Linked DNA regions of Sus scrofa: all the other regions are linked to region 3. A link is a contact called in public Hi-C and promoter capture Hi-C data. All regions are on one chromosome and are shown on one strand. The core of a region is the stretch at or near the end of the contact, and the rest is flanking DNA. Distances in the headings are between cores, read along the strand shown.

Region 1 (2,700 bases), core at 106-2,605, 130 kb after region 3:
GCCCCCCTCCATCAACAGGTCTTTCCCTCATCCCTGCGGGGACTCCAGCATGGCAGGCGGGACCCACCAGGCCTGGGGTGCAGCCAGTAGCAATACTCAGCCCTGACTGGCTGCCTCGGTGGTGCACTGCTCATCCCTGACCTCCCTGGATGTGGGTGTTTTTATTCCCTTTCTTCTTGAGGAACTGAGGCTCTAGGAAAATAGGAGCTGTGGGCACTGAGGTGGCAAAGTTGACAGGCATTCTTCCTGCAGGAGCCTTGCAAGGCAGAGGGGCCTTGGCAAGGCCAGAAGACAGAGGATGCAGGTGGTGGACCAGTCTGAGGCTGGGATGGGGGCTTAGGGGACTCCCACCCCACAAATGGCTACAGGCCACAGTGTACAGGCCCCTCCCCCCACCTGCTGCTTTAGGACTCCCAGGGGGCCTGGCACTCTGAGTCTCCAGCCAGCTCCCAGGTGGCCTGGAAGCTGCTGGCTCAGTCTGAAAGGCCAGAGCTGAGAGCTGAGCCACAAGCCCCATTGGAAGACATTTCTCAGGTCCTTTCTGGCAGGAAACAGACATCCTTTCCAGCTATCATTTATTGACAACTTTCTTGCAGAGCAGGTGCTGTGCTAAATGCTTTGCATATATAAACCTATGTAATTCTCACAACAGCTCTGTGAGGCAGGACGCTGGGGCACAGCGAGGTTAAGCGACTTGCCTGAGGTCACACAGAACTGGCATTCAAACCAGGATGCCTGGCTCCAGAGGGCACCCTCACCTCTCCTCAAAGTGGAGATCCCTGGAGCAGGGGAGGCCCAGGACCAGGGGTTTGGGTTGGACCTGGCGGGCATTGGGGAGCCATGGCAGGGTTCTGAGCCAGGGATCAGTATGCTCCCAGGACTGGCTGGACAACTGGACCCCACTGAGGGCTGAATACACCACCCCTCCCACAGGGATGTGGTTAGGACAGAAGGCGGCAGAACAAGACTTCCCCCAAAGAAAAGACCTGAGATGAGGTTGGCAGGCCATGTGCTGGGCATGAAGTTGTGAAGGTGGGAGCTCAGGCACAGGGAAGGGAGCCAGCAGCTCCCTGCCCCCAGTGGGTCGGCTACAGATGGGTGCTCGGTTCCTGTGCCTGGGGCCTAAGAGCTGCCAGCCTACGGGGGCCACCCGGTGTCCATCTGTCTGCGTGCACATGTGTGTATTCGCGTGTGTAAGAAGGCAGGGAGAAGGGGCCTTTGCGTGTGCCTGTTTGCAGGGGAACCTGTCCCCCACCCCCACCTGCTGCTGCAGCCACAGAGAACAGGATGCCCTGACTCCAATCTGCACCTCTAAGGCCTTGAAACCACAGCCACCACGTCAAGGGCGAGTGCACAAGGGCTGGCGGGAGGTGGGGCCCTGGGTGCAGGGTCTGCAGGTGTGAGCCAACAGACGTGTGCAAGGCTGCCCTGGGGGTGTGGTTCCAGGGAGGGGGGCAGGTGGGGTGGAAGGGAGCTGGTCCTCCCCTGGGAGGGAGCACAGCGTCCATCCCCTCTGACCACAGGTTGCGGGGTCCGACAGCTAGCCCCCGTCTGGCCCCTCAGAGGACCAGCCTTTGCTTGTGCAGCTGCTCTCCTCTGGGTGACAGTCCTAACAACACTGTACAAAGGTCTGTAGAGCATCTAAAATGGCCCAGCAGTTCCAGGCACTTGGGAAACATCCACGAGCAAAACAAAGATCCCTGCCCTCGTGGGGTCAATATTCTTGTTGGGGAGACACAGTAGATGAAGCAAGTGAAGTCAGGTGTGTCAGTAGGTGGCAGGTGACACAGGGGAAGAGAGGAGATGGAACCACGCTGAGAGCTGTAATGTGCTGGGGGGGTGAGGGGGAGGGGCTGTGCTGGGGGGGGTGACAAGAGGGGTGTGTGCCCATGTGTACACAGGTCACAGTATTAAACTGGGTGGTCCACGGAGGCCCTACTGAAAAGGTGACATTTCAACAAAAGCTTGGAGAAGGAGCCAAGCAAGGTCTGGAAGAAAACATTCCAGACAGAGGAAATAGCTAGAACAAGGGCCCTGAGGCAGAGGCATGCCTTGCCAGGACTGAGGGAAGGACAACCTGGCCTGCTGGTGGACCGACGTGGCCCCACGCCTTCTGGCATCTGCTCACCTTGCCAAGAGTGAGGGCTGACGCCCCGTGGGTTAAAGAAAATGGACCTTCTGGTACCTACAGCAAAAGCGAAAGGGCTCCCACAGGAACCAGTGTCATGGGAAGTAGGGGACAGAGAGGGACAAAGGGTTTAGACCAGAAGGAGCCTACCACCCCTTGGGGGCCTGAGCTCAGGGAGAAGGCCCTAGACTGGGGGCCTCTAGGGGGAGGGTGGGGGAAGTCTCTGGGGTCCCCAGGCTCCCTGACCAACCTGTGCCTGGGAGCTCACTGAGAGAGTGCAGTGAGGAGCTGCATCCTGCTGCCTGGGGGCCAGCTGGCCACTCGGGGGCAGGGAGCCTGCCACCACCTGCCTCTGCTGAGGCTGCCAGCTCCTTCTGCATTCAAGCACCCCATGGCGGTTGGGCGGGGGGCAGTTGGCCTCAGGAGAGGGAAGCTGATGGCTGATCAGGGGACGGGATGTGTCTACAGCCCCACCCAGCCCTGCAGTTTGTGCGAGATGGAGTTCTAGAAGGCAGATCCCCTCTAAGCCAGCCAGACCACCACCAAAGGATGGGGGTAGCAATGACTGAGAG
Region 2 (2,700 bases), core at 55-2,554, 190 kb after region 3:
TGAACCTGCCCACTAAACACCCACATGAGCTTGTACTACCCTGCAGAACTGCAAGCCTGGGGACACCTTTATCATCCCCATTTTACAGATGGGGTAACTGAGGCTGGATGAAGTTATACAGCTAGAAAGTGGCAGTCTGGCCTACCTGACCTGAAAGACATACACCACTTTTTTTTGTCTTTTTTTTTTTTTGGTCTTCTCTTTTTAGGGCCGCACTCATGGCATATGGAGGCTCCCAGGCTAGAGGCTAAATCGGAGCTACAGTTGCTGGCCTACACCACAGCCACAGCAACCTACACCATAGCTCACGGCAGCACCAGATCCTTAACCCACTGAGTGAGGGCAGGGACTGAACCTGCATCCTTATGGATCCTAGTCAGATTCGTTACCTCTGAGCCACGAAGGGAACTCCTGCCAAACACGATTTTAAAGAACTTAGCATCGGTTGCTCTTCCCATAGCGGTCTGAACCCCCAGTTCAGCTCTTCAGACCAGTTACCGACTGCATCTTTCCTTCTTCCATTTAACTTTCTCTCACCTACAGTGATACTTGCACTCTTAATCCCATAGGGCCTCCCCTGCGTGGGACCCTTCCCAGCAAAGGTCCTCCTTGTCTTCTGCGTCCCAAGCATGTGACCCAGGAGACTCCACAGGGAGACTCAAGAACTTTGGACAAGGATTTCCAAGTCCCTCCTAAAATAGGGCTCGTCCCTTGAAGACACGGTGTGAAGCTTCTCGCAGAGACTTCTAGAAAGACCTATCACCTTCCTTCTTTCTACATAAGGGTTGTAAATCATCTTACCGGACCTGGACTGCTTAGAATCAGCATTGCACAGTGGTTTCCTCACACCATCGCCTGTGTTTTCCAATGAGGAAACCAAGGGCCCCGGAGGTCAAGTACGTTGCTGGCCAGGTGCCTCCCACATGAGCTCCCAGGGCAGCGGTGGCACTGAGTGAGGGCTGCACTGGGCGTGGCCCCAACGGGCGCTTCCAGGCCTGGGAAGGTTTCCCCTGGGGGCTTCAGGCCTTTCCCCCCAGCTCACCCTGGCACCCTGGCACCCTGGCAGCCTTGCCCTGCTGCTCTCTGCCCCAGCCCCCTCCCTAGGCCACCGCCCCTCAGAGTCTTGCCCTTCCCCACCGTTGACAATGACACCCCCGGCCGGGCCCCCCCTCCAGAAAGCCCAGGAAACTTCTTAGCTAAGTACAATGTTTCAACTCCCAGCACACCACACACCCTTTGCTGCAGGCCTCCCGGGGCAGAGGGAAGGGCAGCCCAGGCCCCGCCCCTTCACCCGGGCACAGAGGCCCTGGTCTCCGCCCTATCCTTGGGCTGCGTTTCTGCTCTGACTTTCTCACAGTCACTAACACTTACAAATTTAGGTGAATCTGGCAGAGCAGGAAGGAGGGAAGCAACCACCCAAGAGACTGATTTTCAAAGGGTGAATCCCTGGGAGTTCCTGTCCTGGCTCAGCGGTAATGAACCCCACTAGTATCCATGAGGACGTCGATCCCTGGCGTTGCTCAGCAGGTTAGGGATCCAGGGTTGCTGGGAGCTGTGTTGTAGGTCGCAGACTGTGGCTCAGGTCCAGCATTGCTGTGGCTGTGGTGTAGGGCAGCTCTGATTCGACCCCTAGCCTGTTTGCATCTCATTTGCATATATTTGCAAGGTGGCTTTGGAAGCTCTCCTTTTTGGCAAAGAATATGGAGAAGTAACGGATTGGGGGCTTCTGGGGGCACTGAAGCCTCAGGGAAGTTTCCAAATGCCTTGGGTGGGTCTTAGGGTGGGGGGGTCCTGGAGCACAGAAAGGAGTATGGGGGGCAGAGCACCAAGTTGAATGGGGGGAGGGGCAGGATGCAGAAAGTTGGGGTGGGGGGAGTAGCTGCTCCTGGGTCAGGGCTCAGAGGAAGTTCCTGGGCCATAGCTTCCTTCCTGTGGCAGGGACCCCTGCTCTGGGCACCCGTTCCCTTGTGGGCCATCGCCTGGCCAGGAGGGTAGGGGTAGGGGGCGTGGTGAGGCACAGCTTTGTGGGGCCAACATGGCAGGTAATAGAAAAGTATGAGGATGGACAAGGAATGGGGAACACAAGAGACACAGCGGCAGGGCCAGAGGAAAGGGACACCCAGAACAGTCCTGACTGAGGGTTCTGGGGAAGGTAGGTCCTGCCCTTTAGGTGGACCGAACCTGGGAGGCCCAGCACAATCTGCCCTCCCACCCCACACATCAGTTCTCAGTTTATTCCCCACAGAACCCGAGACAAGGTCCAGGCAGCTAGAGCTTAGCCTGGCTCTGTACCCCTGTCTGGGTGACCTTGGGCAAGTCTCTGTCCCTCTCTGGGCTTTAGTTTCCTCTTCTGTCAATCATCTAGAGAGGAATTGATTTCTATGGACCCACTCCTGTTCCAGCTTGGCCCATGGAAGCCTCCTGGTTCCCTGGGGCTCAGAAACTTTAGTGTTTACCTCCAGGATCAAGTTCCAATTTGAGTGGTCAGGAACCTTCTGGATCTGGTACCAACCTACCTACTCAAGCCTCATCTTTCCCTCTTTGCAACAGTCCAGGAGCCTAGATCCTCCCCGGCCCTTGGGTCTGTGTGCCAGCCTCTTCCCCTCTCTCCATGAAGTGCCCCCACTTGAGGAACCAGCCCCTCCTGCAGGGCTGGCTTTATGGACACGTGCTTAGAAAGACCCTGGGCTTGGTTTCATA
Region 3 (2,700 bases), core at 29-2,528:
TGTCCTCGTCTGTTCCCGAACCAAAGAGCTTACTGGCTGGGCTGGGAGTGAGGGAGGAAGGGGATGACAGTAAAGAGAGCTCTCAGACATCTTGGGCAGCCAGCTGAGGGGGTCTGGGTGGGCAGGGCTGACTTTGGGACTCTGCTGTGTATCTGGAATTTTCTGACCAACGTAAATGGTGACTTCTGAGTTACTGTTCTTCAAGAAAGTAACTTGGGAGTTCCCCGTCGTGGCACAGTGGAAACGAATCTGCCTAGGAACCATGATGTTGTGGGTTCAATCCCTGGCCTCGTTCAGTGGGTTAAGGATCCAGCATTGCCATGAGCTGTGGTGTAGGTCGCAGATGCGGTTCGGATCTGACGTTGCTGTGGCTCTGGCCTAGGCCATAGGCTACAGCTCCAATTAGACCCCTAGCTTGGGAACCTCCATGTGTCATGAATGTGGCCCTAAAAAGACAGACAAAAAAATAAAAGAAAGTAACTTCTTGCTGGACTGGTGGCTGGGGGTGGCATTGCTGATAAACCTACTAACGGTGCTCATTGTCCATGGCAGAGCGGGGATGGGGGAGCTCCCACCAAGGAGCTCGCCGTGCAGCTGGGGAGGTGGCCCACGTACCGTGAGAAGAGCTTTGGGGTGGGAGGCATCAGGGGATTGGGTCAGGGTGGGCTCAGGGAGGACGTCTTGGGGGAGGAAGGAGATTCCGAGGGAGAAAGAGGAAGGGTTTCCAGGATCATGGGAAAGCATGAGCAAAGGCACGGGGAAGGAGCGGAAGTTGGGGGGATGGGAGGAACGCGACTCAGGGGACACTAAGGAGGGAGCTGGCACACAGAAGACACTCAACAGACTTGCTAAGGAAGGCAGAGGGGGTGGGAGGAAGGAGGGAGAAAGGATGGGGCTGAGAGCTGCTCTCAAGGTGGGTCACCACCCCCAGTGGCCCTGTGGCAGGCAGTGGCAGAAGTGCCCCACCTGGGGAGCCCCGCGGCAGTCCTCCTCTCTCCGGCCCCCATCCCAGGCTTGCTCACAAACCTGAAGCTGAGGCTTAAACCCAGGCCTGTGGCCAAACCCCACCCCATCGCCTTCTTCTTCCAGAGCCTCTCTCCACCCAAGTCCTTGTGGAGTGGCAGCCACTCCAGGCCCTGCCAGAGGCAGGGGTGTTGCCACCATGGGGTGACTGACCGGCCAGTAACCCTCCCCCCTCCCCAAGATGGCAGCTGAGGGAGACAGCAGGGCCTTTGTCTGGACCTGACCCTGCTGGAAGGCCCGCTGGCCTGAGTTTGCTCAGTGTTAATAATTGACCAGGTACCCGGGGACAGGGCCCCTCCAGCCAGCTGGATGGAGGGTGCTCAGGGCTGGGGCCTTGGCCTCCCACTGCCTCAGGTGGGGCACACCTGGGGCCAGGGAGGAGAGAGAGAATCCTGGCTTTGGCTGAGGATCAAAGGAGCCCAATGTGTCCCCCTCTGCTCCTCGAGCGCAGAATTGATTGAGGTGTGGAAAGGGCCCTGGGCAGGGTGGCTGGAAACCTCCTCGTCTGACCCTCCACAGGGTCAGAGAGGAGCAGCAGTAACACCTTGCCCCCCAAAGCAAAGACACGGAGGATGGAGAGAAGGCCCAGGGATGCAGGTGTGAGGTTCCCTGAGGCGCACAGAGCTGGACTCTTGAGTCCCAGTCGCCTTATCCCAAACAGCATGGGGCCACACACCCGCTCCTCAGTCCTTCTGATGGAAAACGCCAGCCAAAGGGAAGGTTCGAGTGACTCTGGGACAGAGGGAAGAGGGATAGGGACCCCCAGCCGGGGTCAGACCACCTCTCTAGCCCTGGAGGAGCCCAGCACTGTCCACTCCAAAGCCTCGTGAAGGAGGCCTCAGCCGGGAGCAAGGAGGCAGGTCTCCAACCCCAGGACCTGGAGGAGGAGAGAAGAGAGCGAACAGAGGGGGAATGTTGCTGTTTACAGCAGCACCAGCTCCCAGAGTTTCTTAGAAGCAGAAGTGATCTCGGTCATCCTGTGGGCAGGGTGTGACCCCCGTTTGACAGTGCAGGAACCTGAGGTTCAGGTCGGTCCCCCGTCCAGGTCCCAGAGTTGGGAAACAGCAGAGCAGAAGCAGCCCGGGGACCTGTGCCACTCCCTCATCTGCTGGGGACAGGGCAGCATGAGGAGAGCAGGCAGGGGAACAGGCCCCCTGCAGCCATTGAAGGGGCTACCCGGGGGGTGCTTTTGAGGCTTAAACCCAGCTTCCTCAGCTACTGCAGCCTGATCACTCAAGATCCTCCTTAGGGAAGGGGACCTGGTGGTCTGGGCTCTGCATGTCCAGCAAGTGTGTCTCAGGCCTTGAGAGGAAGGGGTGGCGAGCCTCACACCCCACCCCCCAACCTCCCCGTCCCCTTTGGCTTCACCTGTGAGAAGTCAATATTGAGGTTTTATGACCCAAGATAAACACACATTTTTTTTTTTCCTCCCATAGAGGGGTTATCTGGTCTGGAGGGTTAATCAGTGACCACTGGGGGTGGGGGAAGCCTTCAGGAAGAAAGCAGCTATTGAATTCTGTCCCCTCGGCCCAGCCTCTCCCCTTCCCCCTCCTCCCACCCACAGTTCCCACCTCCCCCACCCCGCCAGCGGGTGGGGATAAGACATTTGGGAGTCTGAGCCTGGAGCCCGAATGGGTGTGTTTGGGGGACTGTTGAGGGGGTGCATCCAAGGAGAGC

The links. Promoter capture Hi-C pulls out the DNA fragments that hold promoters and counts their contacts. Hi-C and Micro-C count contacts between places; a contact is called where the count stands out from the background.
Region 1: a contact with region 3 is called in a promoter capture Hi-C map of liver, with 5 times the contacts expected there. A contact is called at or near these places in 1 of 5 promoter capture datasets (liver), 3 of 47 Hi-C or Micro-C datasets (alveolar macrophages, embryonic fibroblasts and skeletal muscle) and 2 of 2 datasets of targeted methods (alveolar macrophages and skeletal muscle).
Region 2: a contact with region 3 is called in a Hi-C map of liver, with 4 times the contacts expected there. A contact is called at or near these places in 3 of 47 Hi-C or Micro-C datasets (all in liver) and 1 of 2 datasets of targeted methods (skeletal muscle).

What each region holds. Positions count from the first base shown.
Region 1 is chr3:97,280,591-97,283,290 of Sscrofa11.1, reverse strand. No RefSeq gene overlaps it. Among named protein-coding and RNA genes, the nearest start is that of ZFP36L2, 82 kb to the right of the region's middle.
Region 2 is chr3:97,226,020-97,228,719 of Sscrofa11.1, reverse strand. The region is part of intron 2 of LOC106509841 (a long non-coding RNA gene); the gene reads right to left. Among named protein-coding and RNA genes, the nearest start is that of ZFP36L2, 27 kb to the right of the region's middle.
Region 3 is chr3:97,411,684-97,414,383 of Sscrofa11.1, reverse strand. The region is part of intron 6 of LOC106509843 (a long non-coding RNA gene); the gene reads left to right. Among named protein-coding and RNA genes, the nearest start is that of TRNAI-UAU, 150 kb to the left of the region's middle.